3 separate regions of the Mus musculus genome follow, and regions 1 and 3 are each linked to region 2. Evidence: chromatin contacts called from public promoter capture Hi-C data. All regions are on one chromosome and are shown on one strand. The core of a region is the stretch at or near the end of the contact, and the rest is flanking DNA. Distances in the headings are between cores, read along the strand shown. Region 1 holds the start of Atp5j2 (ATP synthase, H+ transporting, mitochondrial F0 complex, subunit F2). Region 2 holds the start of Pole (polymerase (DNA directed), epsilon). Region 3 holds the start of Cpsf4 (cleavage and polyadenylation specific factor 4).

Region 1 (4,506 bases), core at 193-2,692, about 35 Mb before region 2:
ACAAATACCCATTACACACAGCAAAGGCCATGTTATAGCATTCTGGCTCTTTTCATCTTCTCTATGCTTCTCCCTTTAGCTCCTGGACTCCCCCCACCCCTCCAGCGAATCATTCTTATAAGCCTGCTATTCTCACTCCCACCCTACCCCATGCTCTCACTCTTAGATTGCTCTGACCATGTCCAGTCAGATGCCCATGTTAAGTCTACTTCTCTCTGCTCTTCCAGATGCCTCTGGCTGTTCCCTCTCACTCATATTTACAATAAACATCCCCTCTCCTGGGGGCTGGAGAGATGACTCAGTGGTTAAGAGCACCGACTACTCTTCCAAAAGTCCTGAGTTCAAATCCCAGCAACCACATGGTGGCTCACAACCACATGTAATGAGATCTGACGCCCTCTTCTGGCGCATCTGAAGACAGCTACAGTGTACTTACGTATAATAAATAAATAAATCTTTAAAAAAAAATCCCCTTTCCTTATGGGGGCTGGAGAGATGGCTCATCTGTTAAGAGCACTATCTGCTCTTTCAGAGGACCCAGGTTTCATTACCACAAATCACATAGGAATTCACTACTGTCTTTCTAACTTCAGCTCCAGGGGATCCAATGACCTCTTTTGACTTCAGTGGGCCCTGCATGCATGTGGTACACAGACATATATGTAGGCAAAACACCCATGTACATAAAAATAATTTTAAAAACCTTCACCTTAATTATACCATGGAGTGGTTATGTCAGTTTATACAGGCAGTGCACACATATAATTCCCATACATGAGTTGTCACTGCTAAAAGTTTCAGGCCAACCCAAAACATATACTGATTTCCAGGCTAGACTAACTCTGTTATTGCATACAGTCTTGCTGTATTTCAGGCCCAAATTTGGGAATTAATGGCAAGATAATGCCTGTAGCTATATAGTAGTCTGACTTTGGCGCTAACATGGCTTAAATCTAATACTTCTGATTTTGGGTCAAAAAAACTACCTTTACGAGCTTTAGAAAATACCCATTTAAGCAGGTGTCAGCTGTGGAGGCGTGTTTGCAATCATCATGGAAACCACTTAAGCATGTGGAGTGGAACTTCAGAGGGATTTGGGGGTCAGAGCAGTGAATAGCAAGTAAAAGGGACTGGGGAGGGTTAAAACAAATGTTCCTATTCAAGGCTTCTCTGCTTTTCTTTCTTTTCAGCATTGGGAATGGAACCAGAGCCTTAAGCACTCCGGGACTGAGCCACACCCCTAAGCCTCTCATTCCTCATGAGAGATCCAAAAGTAGAAGGCAAAAAGTCAAAAGGTCCCTTTTCTCTTTTGTCCTTTGCTTCCGCCTGGGATAGGTCTCAAAATGCTCTACCTAAGTGGTGATCTACTTCCCATGAGCCTCTGCTTCCCGCTCCGGCAGGGGTGCGTGCGCCCTTCCCAGCAGCCTTTGCGCGCGGCTGGAGTTCTGCGGACACCAGGACTTCAAGATGGCGTCACTCGGTGAGTACTCGGCCCTTTCCTGGCCTTGGGGTTGGAAGCCCGATTTGGGCACAGGCTCCAGGGCCACAGTGGGGTGAGAAGGAACCGCGGGAACTCTTGCTCTTCACCCGGGGCTTCACTGAAGCCTCCCCGGAAGCGCGCTGGACACTTACTATAAGGTCCTGTGCTCCCGCCCTCCTCCCTCCACTCTGCAGCGGATTTCTGCTGTGCATCGCCTGGCCTGGCGGTGGAAGACCCAGTCAGCACGGAGAGGCTTCTGGGGGCCTGCACATGCGTTGCCCGGAACCATTTGTCTGTCCTTCCGCGGAGGACTAAGCTGCTGCTTTTTCTTCCTGCGCGACTTGACACAGGCAGGGTCACTTGAACCTTTACGCTGGGCAGCGCTTGGACCTCCCTGGAGATGAGGCTTTCAGATTACGGTCCAGGACCAGCGAATGCCTAGAATGGTTCCCGACACCACATTATGTTACATACGTGTCGACTGAATACGCCTACTGGGGTGAAGTGACCTGTTCAAGGTCACCAGTCCTGAGAGAGCCTCGCTGGGATTCAGACCTAGGTTGGCGGGTCTCATGATAAATGAGATTACCTTTCAGAAATGTCCTTGTGACAGACAAGCAGATGTTCCCTTAACACGTACGAGTCAATCTCCACACACATTCATTGCGCACTGTTGGGATTACACATTATTGTTGTTTTTGTTATTATGTGTCCCACACGTGTCTAGGTATGGTCATGGGAATGCTGGAGCTTGTGTCCAGGTTCGAGGACAACTCCGAGGAACTCCAGTAGCCAGGCTAGCCATTTCACAGTTGTCTACCTCCTCCTTTTGAGACAGGGTTTCACCATGTAGCCCAGATTGGTCATGAACTTGCTGCCACAGTCGTGATGTATTAGCGTCTATCTCTGAGTGCTAGGATTACAGGCCTATGCTACTGTACTTAGCTTGTTACAGTGTTCTTTATCTCAGCCTGGGAAGGTGAAGGGGGGGGTGTCTAAAAACGGGGTGTGAAGGAGCTGAGCCTTTTTGATTTGGTTTGGTACTTGGTTTTGCAAGATAGGATTTCTTTGTGTAGCTCCAGCTGTAATGGAACTCATCTGTGGATCCACCTGCTTCTGTCTCCCCAGTACTGGGCTTAAAGGTGTAGGTCACTGCCACCTGGGGCATTAGCAGCTATTTTATCTGTAAAATGGTAGGAGATGGTTAGTGAACACAGCTTTCAGAAGAGACAACGGGAAGAGCATTAATGACACTGCTCAAGAGGCTGAAGAAGCACAATTGTCAGCCTGGGCCTTCCTCTCCAAAAAAAAAGTTGAAAAAATAGAAGTTTTGGATCCCAACCCCTACAGGATTTCTCTGCCACTCTGGCTATCCTTGAACTTGAACTCCACCTGCCTCTGCCTTCCCAATTGCTAGGGTTGAAGGTGTGTGCCGCCACTGCCACAACCACCACCCCTATCACTTTTTCTTGTTTTTTTTAAAGACAAGGTCTCCCTAAATAGCTGTGGCTATCCTGAAATTCACTAGATAGATCAGGCTTGTCTGGAACTCATAAAAGTCTCTCTGCTTCTGCCTCCTAAGTGCTGGGGTTAAAGGCATGCGCCATCATACCCAGCTTAAAGTTTGCAATCTTATTTAAGTAGAGGGTTAGTGTGAAGAGACCTTTGAAGGAAAGACTAAAGAGTTTAGTACACTTCGCCAGCTGGGGGTTGATATTGTACCCCTGTCACCCTAGCAGTGGGAAAGCTGAAACAAGAAGATTATCCATGAGTTTAAGGCTAGCCGGTACTGTATAGCAATACCCTATCTCAAAAAAACCAAACCAACAAACAAAAAGATGACTCAGTTCAAGAAAGATACTGGGCGGGGCTGGGGAGGGGTGGAGTAGTCGGGTTGCGGCTCAGTTGGTGGAGTGCTTGCCCCACAGGCACAAAGTCCTGGGTTCCATCCTCAGCACCACATAAAGCTGGTAACTCCAGCACTTGGAAGGTAGCAGGATCCGCCATGCCAAAGACATCCATTGACATACAGCAGCAGGTTTGAGCCCAGCATGAGCTACATAAGATCCTGTCTTAAAAAAAAAAAAAAAAAAAAAAAAAAAAAAGGCGAGCATGGTGGCACATGAGTATGTATGTTCATGAGTGTGTGTCTGTCTCTCTCGAGTGTGCGCGTGCATGTGCACATGTGCAGAAGAGCCACGGGGACTGTATGGAGGTCAGAAAACAACTTTGCAGGCTCTGCACATACTTTTAATCCCAGTTCTCAGGGGGCGAAGGCAGGGAGATCCCTGAGTTCAAGCTCAGCCTGGTCTACATAGTTCCAGGACAGCCGGAGCTATAGAGAGAGACCTTGTCTCAGAAAACAAAGATAAGTGAGAAAGTGGCCACCCCACAATGAAGGGTTCTGTTGGTGTGAACTGGGCATCTGGTTTTCCCTTGGGGTATGTGAGTGAGGTCGGTTCGCACAATCTGATTCTGCGTAACTCTAGTGAAGGATCTGGAGGTCACGCCTCCTAAGTATTGATGGGTTTTTAACAGTTACCAGTAGCACATACGATTTGGAAGCTTTGGGAGTGGAGGTGTTGTCTGGGGCTGGAGAGAGGGCTCGGTGAGTGGAGATGACACAAGGTTGGTTCCCAGCTCCCACATGGTGGTTCATATTCATCTGAAACCCTAGTTCCAGGGCATCTGATGCCCTCTTCTGACCTGTGTACACTAAGCATGAGTATGGTGCGTATCCATACATGCAGGCAAAATACCCATGTACATATAATAAAAATATTAAAATTTTTAAATGATGTATTTTTATTTGATGTGCGTTGGCATTTTGCCTGCATGTATGTTTATATGAGGGTGTCATATTCCCTGGAATAAAGTTACAGATAGTTGTAAGCTGCCATGTGGGTGCTGGGAATTGAACCTGGATCCTCTGGAAGAATAGTCAGTGCTCTTAACTGCTGAGCCATCTCTCCAACTTCAGAAGAATAAATCTTGAAATTATTTACTTTTATTTTTGGAGACAGGGT
Region 2 (4,315 bases), core at 174-2,673:
GATCCGGATCCTAAGAAATCATCTCTTCTCATCCTTAAGGGGCTATGGTTTTCTGTCCCAAGGCTGCTACCTGCTCTATGACACTGTCCCACCCACCTTTCCATAGAGGTACAAAACCTCTATGTAAGACACTGTACTTGGGGGCTTGAAGAAATGGCTTGGGGCTGGAGAGATGGCTTAGTGGTTAAGAGCACTGACTGCTCTTCCAAAGGTCCTGAGTTCAATTCCCAGCAACCACATGGTGGTTCACAACCATTTACAATGTGATCTGACTGGTGTGTCTTAAGACAGGACAACTACAGAGTACTCACATACATAAAATAAGTAAATACATCAAAAAAAAAAAAAGATGCTGTACTTCCTAATAAACTTGCTTGCATGAGCCATCACTCTGTGTGACACCTCCTGATCCTGAATGCTCTTATCTTCTCCATCTCCTCCTCATCCCCCTGGCCATCACTCTCTCAGGAACCTGTCACTGAAGAACCGCTTACTGGTCCAGGTCAATTACCCTGGCTGCTATGCAGGTGTTGTACAGCAAACCCAGAGCTTCACATATAATAGGAAAACACTATCACTATTCAGCTCTAACCGGGCTTCCACTCAATGAGTGCTCACATTCTGATACACAGTCTTTTTTTTTTTTTTAAGATTTATTTATTATTATATGTAAATACACTGTAGCTGTCTTCAGACACTCCAGAAGAGGGAGTCAGATCTTGTTACGGATGGTTGTGAGCCACCATGTGGTTGCTGGGATTTGAACTCTGGACCTTCAGAAGAACACTCGGGTGCTCTTACCCACTGAGCCATCTCACCAGCCCCTGATACAGAGTCTTATTCTGCCACAGTGTCACCAATCTCTATATACGATATCCACATCAGTTTCCTTTGTCACCATACTCTAGAATCTCTTGCTGATGTGATGCGTAAGGGTTTCGGCTTTTGGTTTAATAAATTGGTTTACTTCGCCGAGCTGGTCTAGACAGAATCTTCCTTTACTTTCCCCGTTCCCTTCTTGTCTGATGAGAATAGATGTTCACCCCTAGTCAAGTCACAGGGCAGGCACAGATATTTCTAGAGAAGCAGCCTGGGCCACGGAGTTGAGTTTAGCATCTCAATAAAAACTACGGAAACCACACAGGGCGAAGACGGGAGCCCGCCCTGTCCTCCGCGCCGCGCGCCGGGCCCGCTGTTTTCCCCACCCCTGAACCCCCGGACACCGCGCCCGCCCAAGCTTGCTCCGGCCGCGGCTACCGCCAGCGCCTTGGCAGCAGGACACCGGCTCTCACCGGCTGCCTTCGCCATCCGCGCCCGGCTCGGGGTGCCTCCGTCCACTGTTCCTCAGGACCATTGCGACGCTCCAAAGCTCCCTCAGGCTCCGGGGAGAATTTGGCGCGCTCTCCACGTGCTCTCGCGAGGCTACGGCTTCGGCCAATGAGAAGGCGCGGCCTCAGATGGACCTAGCCGGGGCCCGCCCCCATCGCCCCGCCCCGCCCCGCCCCGCCCCTCGGCTCTCCAATCCTCCGGCGAGCGCAGAGGGTGGGTCGCAGGGACCGGGGGAAAAGAGTGCACTAGCTGGCCGCGCGCGTGGCGGGACGGCCGGGCTCGCTGAGGGCGGAGGAAGGGCAGAAAATGTCAGGCCGTCCCCGCCCTGTGCCCTGTGTCCCGGGCCGGGTGCCCGACTGCCTAGCTGTTGGGTGGGCGCCCGGGGCGACTTAGACATCCGGACCGCGATGGCACCTGCGGCGTCCAGGCTGCGGGTGGAATCCGAGCTCGGGTCGCTTCCCAAGCGAGCGCTCGCCCAATACTTGCTGCTCCTAAAGCTCTACCCGGTGCTCACCAAAGCAGTCAGCAGGTGGGCGCCTACTGGGAAGTGGGGTGAAAAGGAGGGGTGCCGACAGGGGAGACTCTCCTGCAGGGGAGGTTAAGAGAGGGGGCGTCTGCAGACCAAGCAGCTCAGATATTGCCCGAGCAGCAGTGGATCTCAGCCTGTACGTCGGGAACCCCTTAAAGGTTGAACGACCTTTGTACAGGGGGTCACGTATCAGATATCCTGTATATCAGATATTTACGTTATGATTCACAACAGTAGCAGCATTACAGTTTAGAAGTAGCAGTGAAAGTAATTTTATGGTTGGGGTGACCACACCATGAGGAGCTAACTGTATTATTAAAGGGTCACAGCGATAAGAAGGTTGAGAACCACTGCTGTGGAGGAAGGCAGAGTTCTTCCTTAAGGTGCGACCCCGTTCTGCTTAGCCAGTAAGTGCTGTTTGTGTGTTGGGTCCCAAGCATTAGTTAGCCTTTGCAGTCTGAGTGTTGTGAAGACCCGCGAGTCAGGGACACATTCTAACCCTGAGCAACCCAGGCACGGTCGCTGGTGAACTCTGCCCTTTGAATTACATCGTTCGGTTTCCTAACGAGATATCCCTGTTTCTGTTCATTTCCATTAGTGCATTTTGTAGGTTCTGTATTAACTTAGCTTTTCCATAAGTGTGTGCAGAGTGCTTCCTGTGCGCGGGCACATAGCTGTGATCAGAACAGGCGCATAGACTTCTCTCGGAGCTAAGAAGAACGAGTCCATCTTCCCACCCCACCCCACCCCACCCCCGCAAAAGGCAGATAAATGTATAACTTAGAGCAGTTAGGGAAATTTCTCCTGGGTTGTTGACGTTGGTCAGAAGCACAGAGAAGAGAAGCGGTTGTTTACAGGGCACAGTAAGTGTAAAAGTTCTGGGGGAAGAATTCAGAGAATGTCGGAGGGGTGAAGAGAAGGACTCTGGTGGAGAAAATGACCAGGGAGAGTAGATAGGAAGAGGTAACCAGGGGTCAAGTCAAGAGGGTCCTTATGATCCATACTAAAAGTTTTGGATTTATAGCTTTTTAGAAGACAGCTGTGGTGGTTAAAGCTAGTTGTCAACTTGATAACATTTAGGAATTAAGCATGCCTGAGGGGCTTATCTTGATTATCTTCTTTGAGCTGGGAAGATCTGCCCACTAGGGGCGCCACCATTCCTAGTTGGTGTCTGACTGGAAGTGGAAAAAGTGAGCTAGCTGAACCGCACGCGTTTTCTCTCTCTTTTCATTGTGGGTGTGCTGTGAGGAGATCCTTCAACCTCCTGTTGCCTTCACTTCTCTGCCTTGATGGACTTGAACCTTTAACTGGGAGCTGAAATAAGCCATTGTTCTCTTAAGTTGCCTTTGTCTCATTTTTTGTTTGGTTTGGTTTTTGTTCATTTTGCAACATAAAAAGAAACTAAGAGCCAGGCGTGGTGGCACAAGCCTTTAATCCCAGCACTCGGGAGGCAGAGGCAGGCAGATTTTTGAGTTCGAGGCTAGCCTGGTCTACAAAGTGAGTTCCAGGACAGCCAGGGGTATACAGAAAAACCCTGTCTCAAAAACAAAACAAAAAAACAAAAAAAACACAAACAAACAAACAAAACAAAACAAAACAAAACTACAACATAGAGTTATTTGCTTAAATACAGCCCACAGACCATGTCCTTGTGAGGATCCCTCCTATTGCCTTTTACATCCATGCCTTCAATGGAGCAGCTGTGGGGATGTTGGAAGGCACACAGCCCCGCAGGTGGATGTCTCACTGTGCTCATCTGTGGTTTTCACTTTAGGTCATAGTGCCTCTATCTTCTGGGGCTTTACCTAACTTAGCAAGTTACTTCAATAGGGACTCATCCCATGATCTACACAGCAAGATCTTTTTTTGTTGTTGGTGGTTGTTTTTTGTTTTTGTTTTTCGAGACAGGGTTTCTCTGTATGGCTCTGGCTGTCTTGGAACTCACTCTGTAGACAAGGCTGGCTTCTAACTCAGAAATCCGCCTGCCTCTGCCTCCTGAGTGCTGGGATTAAAGGTGTGCACCACCACACCCGGCTCTACACAGGAAGATCTTACAGCAGCCGTGCTACTGCCATGCGGGACAGGCTCTTGTGTCTGCTGCTCATTTTCTGATTGTCTCTTCCTCTACAGCGGCATTTTGTCAGCCCTTGGAAACCTTCTGGCCCAGACGATTGAGAAGCGGAAAAAAGACTCTCAAAATCTAGAAGTCAGTGGGCTTCTCAGATATTTAGTTTATGGGTAAGTACCACAGAGATCTGCCTGCCAGCATTAGCCCTTCGGAATATGTTGGTTTAAAAAACCTAATTCTGAGGCTGGAGGATGGCTAAGCTAGCAGTGCTGACTGCTCTTATGGAGGACCCAGGTTTGATTCCCAGCTCCCATGCAGTTCATAACCTTCTGTAACTCCAGTTCCAGGAGGTCTGATGACTTCTGACCTCGTAAGGCCCCAGACACATA
Region 3 (4,526 bases), core at 862-3,361, about 35 Mb before region 2:
AAACAACAAACCAAAATAAAACAAAAACCAGAAACACCATTTCCTTCTGTCTTCTTTTTTTTTCTTTTTCCCCAGAGGCAGGGTTTCTCTGTGTAACAGCCCTGGCTATTCTAGAACTTGCTTTGTAGACCAGCTTGGCCTCAGTTTCAGAGATCTGCCTGTCCCTCCATCCTGAGTGCTGGGATTAAAGGCAAGAGCCATCACTGAGTGGCTGCAATGGAAGGTGCCTCAGCACGCACTTCTTGTTTGTGGTTGTGTTGGGTATGTCAAGGCCCAGCAAGGCACCTACCAAATCTGGACCTGAGCTTCGGAGGTACCCATGCTATGCACATCCCTGGCTCTCCTAGGGAGACTTTGGCTACTTTGTGGGTTCTTTTATCTTCCACCCTTCTAGTCCCCTAACACTAGATAGGTGAGAAAAAAAGGATGGAAGGGAGAGAGGGGGTGATGTCATTGTTAGACTGCTCCCGGATGATTAGGGAGCAAGTTTGGTCTTTGCTGTCAGGGTATCTAATTTCTTGTTGTTCCTTTTTTGTGCACAACTACTTAACAACTCTCAACCAACCAACAACCCACATTCTTGGGGCCCTAGCATTTATATACCCTCTTAAGAGTCCTCCGAATTCCAAATGCCACACAATGGCAAAAACTATCTGCCATTGGCAGTATCACACTCCTGCTAAGGAATGAGGCAAATCATAGTCAGCTGCTATGGAAAATCTGAAGCAGCCCCAGATCCCATATCTGGGATTAAAATAAAAATATATTCCTATTTCTGTAGTTTTCTGGGTTCTGGATTTTGTTTGTTTGTTTTTGTTTTTTTCCCTTCAAGACAGGGTTTCTCTGTGTAGTCCTGGCTGTCCTGGAACTCACTCTGTAGACCAGGCTGGCCTTGAACTCAGAAATCCACCTGCCTCTGCCTCCTAAGAGCCATGATTAAAGGCGTGCGCCACCACTGCCCGGCTATTTCTGTGTTTTTTAAAGAAACCCAAATCTTTACTTCAAGTGCACACTTGCCTCCACAGGTTTGTGGATCTATTGCCCCACACAAATGTTCCATGGTCTCAAGGCAGTGCCATCAAATTGAGTAAAAACCTAGTGCTTAAAAGGCTAGCCTGATCTATAGAGTGAGTTTCAGGACAGCCAGGGCTATACAGAGAAACTCTGTCTCGAAAAACAACAACAACAAAGAGTAGACATATGTGCAAGGACGACCTGGCCAAAGAGGACAGTTCTGTCTGAATTGAAGCAGCTCCCCCAAACGGAAGATATATCCCACCAGAACAGGAAAACCATCTCATCACATGAAGAGGGACAGTAAATATAGCTCGGTCTAAAGGTTCGCTGGGGGCCTGAGTTGGGACAGGTGACCCGGAGGTGGGGTAGTGAGGAAAACGGACAATTCCAGGACAGGGAAGGATTTCCCAGGAGCTAGACTAAAGCAAGCCTGGAATATGAGGGTCTACTTGGAGTCTTCGACAGTCAGATACACTCAGACTCTTCTACCGCCTAGTTCTGATGAAAGTAGAGAGGAGCACGCTAAGAGGTGGAAATGGGGGACATTCTAAGACTTTGCTGAAGTTGGAGCAGGATGGGAGAAGGCAGTTCCACTTCAGGATGACACGCGTTCACTGGAGAATTACGCGAACAACCGACACAGTCCTGCTGTCCCGAGGATTGCCACGGAGCAGTCCCCGGGGATCAAGGATCCAAGGAAAGGTCTCCCCGAGTTCAAGTGACACCGGGAAGTCCCAGGACGGAAGCGGAGGAACTAGGCGAGGGTCCCGGGTTCCAGGGCCCAGGGCTGGGGTAACCTCTGGTCAGAATCAGACTCGCCCACCCACCCGCCGGGCCCCGCACTCACTATCCATGCCGGGGAAGGGCAGCGGCTGCGCCCCGAGCTGCTGCTCCACGGCGATCTCCAAGTCGAACTTGATGTGATCTACGCTGGCGATTATTTCCTGCATGGCGGCGGCGGCGGCCTCGGGCCCAGCTCCCCCTCAGGTCTCTCAGCCGCTCTCCGCAACTCACGCTACCTCTCCCCGTCCCCTTCTCGCTTGCCGCCACCGCCGCCGCCGCAGCCGCCGCCCCGCGAGGGATGCCGGGAGCGCTGGAGCCCGCGCCGGCCCTTTTTTCCCATCCAGACTCAGCCAACGGAGCTCAGAGTCCGGCCACTCCTTCAGGCCTGACTAGCCGCCGACCGATCGCCTGTTTCTTTCGGTTCTGTATCTTACACAAGAGGCGGCGACGCAAGTGCGCCTGCGCGGGATCTCCGTAGTCTGTGCTGAGGGCAGGAACGCTGTCTCTGGAGCCGCGGTCCCTCGACTCTGAGGACGTCTCACTAGGGGCTCGCCGCTTAGAACGCTCAGAGTGAGTTTCTGTTCAACCCTCATAGGAAACCCGGAAGCCGGGTGGAAATTGGACCTGAGGGACTTTGTCCAAGCTCAGATGCGAAAACGGAGGATCTAAAGGCCTGGGGAGAGGAAGCAAGGGGCGACCTAGGGTCCCAGGTCTCTCTGTGGGTGTAGCTCTAATGCAGACGTTTAAAAGTCGGGTAAGGGGGCAGGAGGTGTGGCTCAGTTGGTAAAGTGCTTGCCCCACCACCGCATAAGCCGGTAGTGTTAGTACAGACTTGTAATCCCACTAACTGGCAAGTGGAGGCAGAAGGGTCAGAAGCTCAAGACCAGACTGCATTACATGAGACCCTGGAGAGCGAGTCAACCTAGTAGAGCTAAGCCTCAAAATACCGTCATACCTCTTTTCCCTGTTATTATGTCTTGTTTTTGTTGTTGTTTGTTTGTTTTGTTTTTTTATTAAAGGGCTTCAAAGTAAGCAGGCCCAGCACAGCCTAATAAAAATAGAATGCGAGGGTGAGAGGGTGTAGCTCTGTGAGAGGGAGCATGTGCATATATGTGCCTTCCACACCACTCGAGTGCAGATTAGGGAAAAGCTTGTACCACAAGTCCTTCCAAGTATGTTCAGGAATCAAGCTCAGGTCACCGAGCTCTGCAGTAAGCACCTTTATCTGCTGAGACCCTCTTGAGCCTCTTGTTGTTGTTGTCGAGACTGGGGATCTCTAGGTAGCCCTGAGTAGCGTGGACTCACAGTTGTAGACCAGACTGGCATTGAACTCATAGAAATTCTCCTGCCTCTGTCTCCCTGGTGCAGGGCCTAAAGGCATGGCCCATCACGACTTACTCTTACTTTTTAAAGACAATCTCATGAAGCCCAGGCTGGTCTTGAAGTTGACATTATAGCTGAGGGTGACCCTGAATTTCTGACTCTTTTCTACCCAGCTGAGATAGTAAGTTTGACTGATCTCCCACTCCCCACCCTGCACAGAGCCAGGTCTTCCTAACTCAGAGCCTACCCTCTGAGTAAACTTGTCTCTCTTTTCTGACTCTTTTTAAAAAAGATTTGTTTGTTTATTTATTTATTTATTTAATGTATGTGAGTACACTATAGTTGTACAGATGGCTGTGAGCCTTCATGTGGTTGTTGGGAATTGAAATTTTTTAGGACCTCTGCTCGCTCTGGTAGGCCCTGCTTGCACCAGTAGGCCCCCTCACTCCAGCCCAAAGATTTATTTATTATTATATGTAAGTACACTGTCGCTGACTTTAGATGTACCAGAAGAGGGGGTCAGATCTCATTATGGGTGAGCCACCATGTGGTTGCTGGGATTTGAACTCAGGACCTTCGGAGAGCACGCTGAGCCATCTCGCCAGCCCTTCCTTTCTGACTTTTTATATGGCGTCTGATGCGGTTTCCTTATTTTTCTTGATTTCAGGCTGCAGGGGCTCGAGGCAGCCAGCGATGGACCTCCTAAGACTCTCCCGGCTCTTTTCCGGTCCCCGCCCCATAGGACTGTCTGTCCTTCAACACCTGGATCTTGTTGGATCAACCCGATGGACAGGAGGCAGGGAGGGACCTGCACGGCTGAGAGCTGCCTTCTGCGGCTCCTCCTCCCCGCTGCCCCTGGGCAGCGGGAACCAGAAGGAAATGAGCAGCCTCTGCTCTGACTCCAGTAAGCTCAGCACTGTGGCTCCCCAGGAGGAGGCAGAGGAAGAGAGCTTCGGGAGCCTCTCTGGCAAATTCTCCTCCCGGAGGATATTCCACAAGTCAACGGCCCAGCTCTACAACCTGCAGCTCAAGGAACAGGGTGGTGAGGAGGAAGAACTGGAGCCCAGACCGTGGCGGGGCCGGAGGAACACTCAGTACTGGTACTTCTTTCAGTGCAAACGTCTGATCAAGGAAGGAAAGGTCTGAGAGTGTGCTGTGATTTCATCTTGTGTCCCTGGCCCTTTAAGAATTCTTAGCTGGGAGAACCCTATGACCTTCAGTGTTGGATGCCCCTTGGATTTCTGGGAACGGGATAGGAAATGTATATAAAGCCGGGGGTGGGGACTAGCAGAGTGAGAAGGCAGTTAGTGAAGACACTGTCAGACAGTGGAGCCAGGAGGAGCTGAGCTGAGCTGAGCTGAGCTGAGCTGAGCTGAGCTGAGCTGAGCTGAGCTGAGCTGAGC

Evidence for each region. Promoter capture Hi-C pulls out the DNA fragments that hold promoters and counts their contacts.
Region 1: a contact with region 2 is called in a promoter capture Hi-C map of cranial neural crest. The contact joins the promoter of Atp5j2 here to the promoter of Pole in region 2. A contact is called at or near these places in 5 of 39 promoter capture datasets (cranial neural crest, frontonasal cranial neural crest, maxillary cranial neural crest and 2 more).
Region 3: a promoter capture Hi-C map of pre-B cells shows a contact between it and region 2. The contact joins the promoter of Cpsf4 here to the promoter of Pole in region 2. A contact is called at or near these places in 3 of 39 promoter capture datasets (cranial neural crest, maxillary cranial neural crest and pre-B cells).

Annotation. Positions count from the first base shown.
Region 1 is chr5:145,188,477-145,192,982 of GRCm38.p6, reverse strand. It overlaps Atp5j2 (ATP synthase, H+ transporting, mitochondrial F0 complex, subunit F2), which reads left to right and starts at 1,442. Exons shown (of 4, transcript NM_020582.3): 1 at 1,442-1,480. The coding sequence starts at 1,468.
Region 2 is chr5:110,283,427-110,287,741 of GRCm38.p6, reverse strand. It overlaps Pole (polymerase (DNA directed), epsilon), which reads right to left and starts at 1,423. Exons shown (of 49, transcript NM_011132.2): 1 at 1,293-1,423. The coding sequence starts at 1,354. It overlaps Pxmp2 (peroxisomal membrane protein 2), which reads left to right and starts at 1,574. Exons shown (of 5, transcript NM_008993.2): 1 at 1,574-1,858; 2 at 3,989-4,096. The coding sequence starts at 1,737.
Region 3 is chr5:145,164,798-145,169,323 of GRCm38.p6, reverse strand. It overlaps Cpsf4 (cleavage and polyadenylation specific factor 4), which reads right to left and starts at 2,111. Exons shown (of 8, transcript NM_001291248.1): 1 at 1,865-2,111. The coding sequence starts at 1,967. Ptcd1 (pentatricopeptide repeat domain 1) reads left to right here and starts at 2,220. Exons shown (of 9, transcript NM_133735.2): 1 at 2,220-2,370; 2 at 3,791-4,263. The coding sequence starts at 3,817.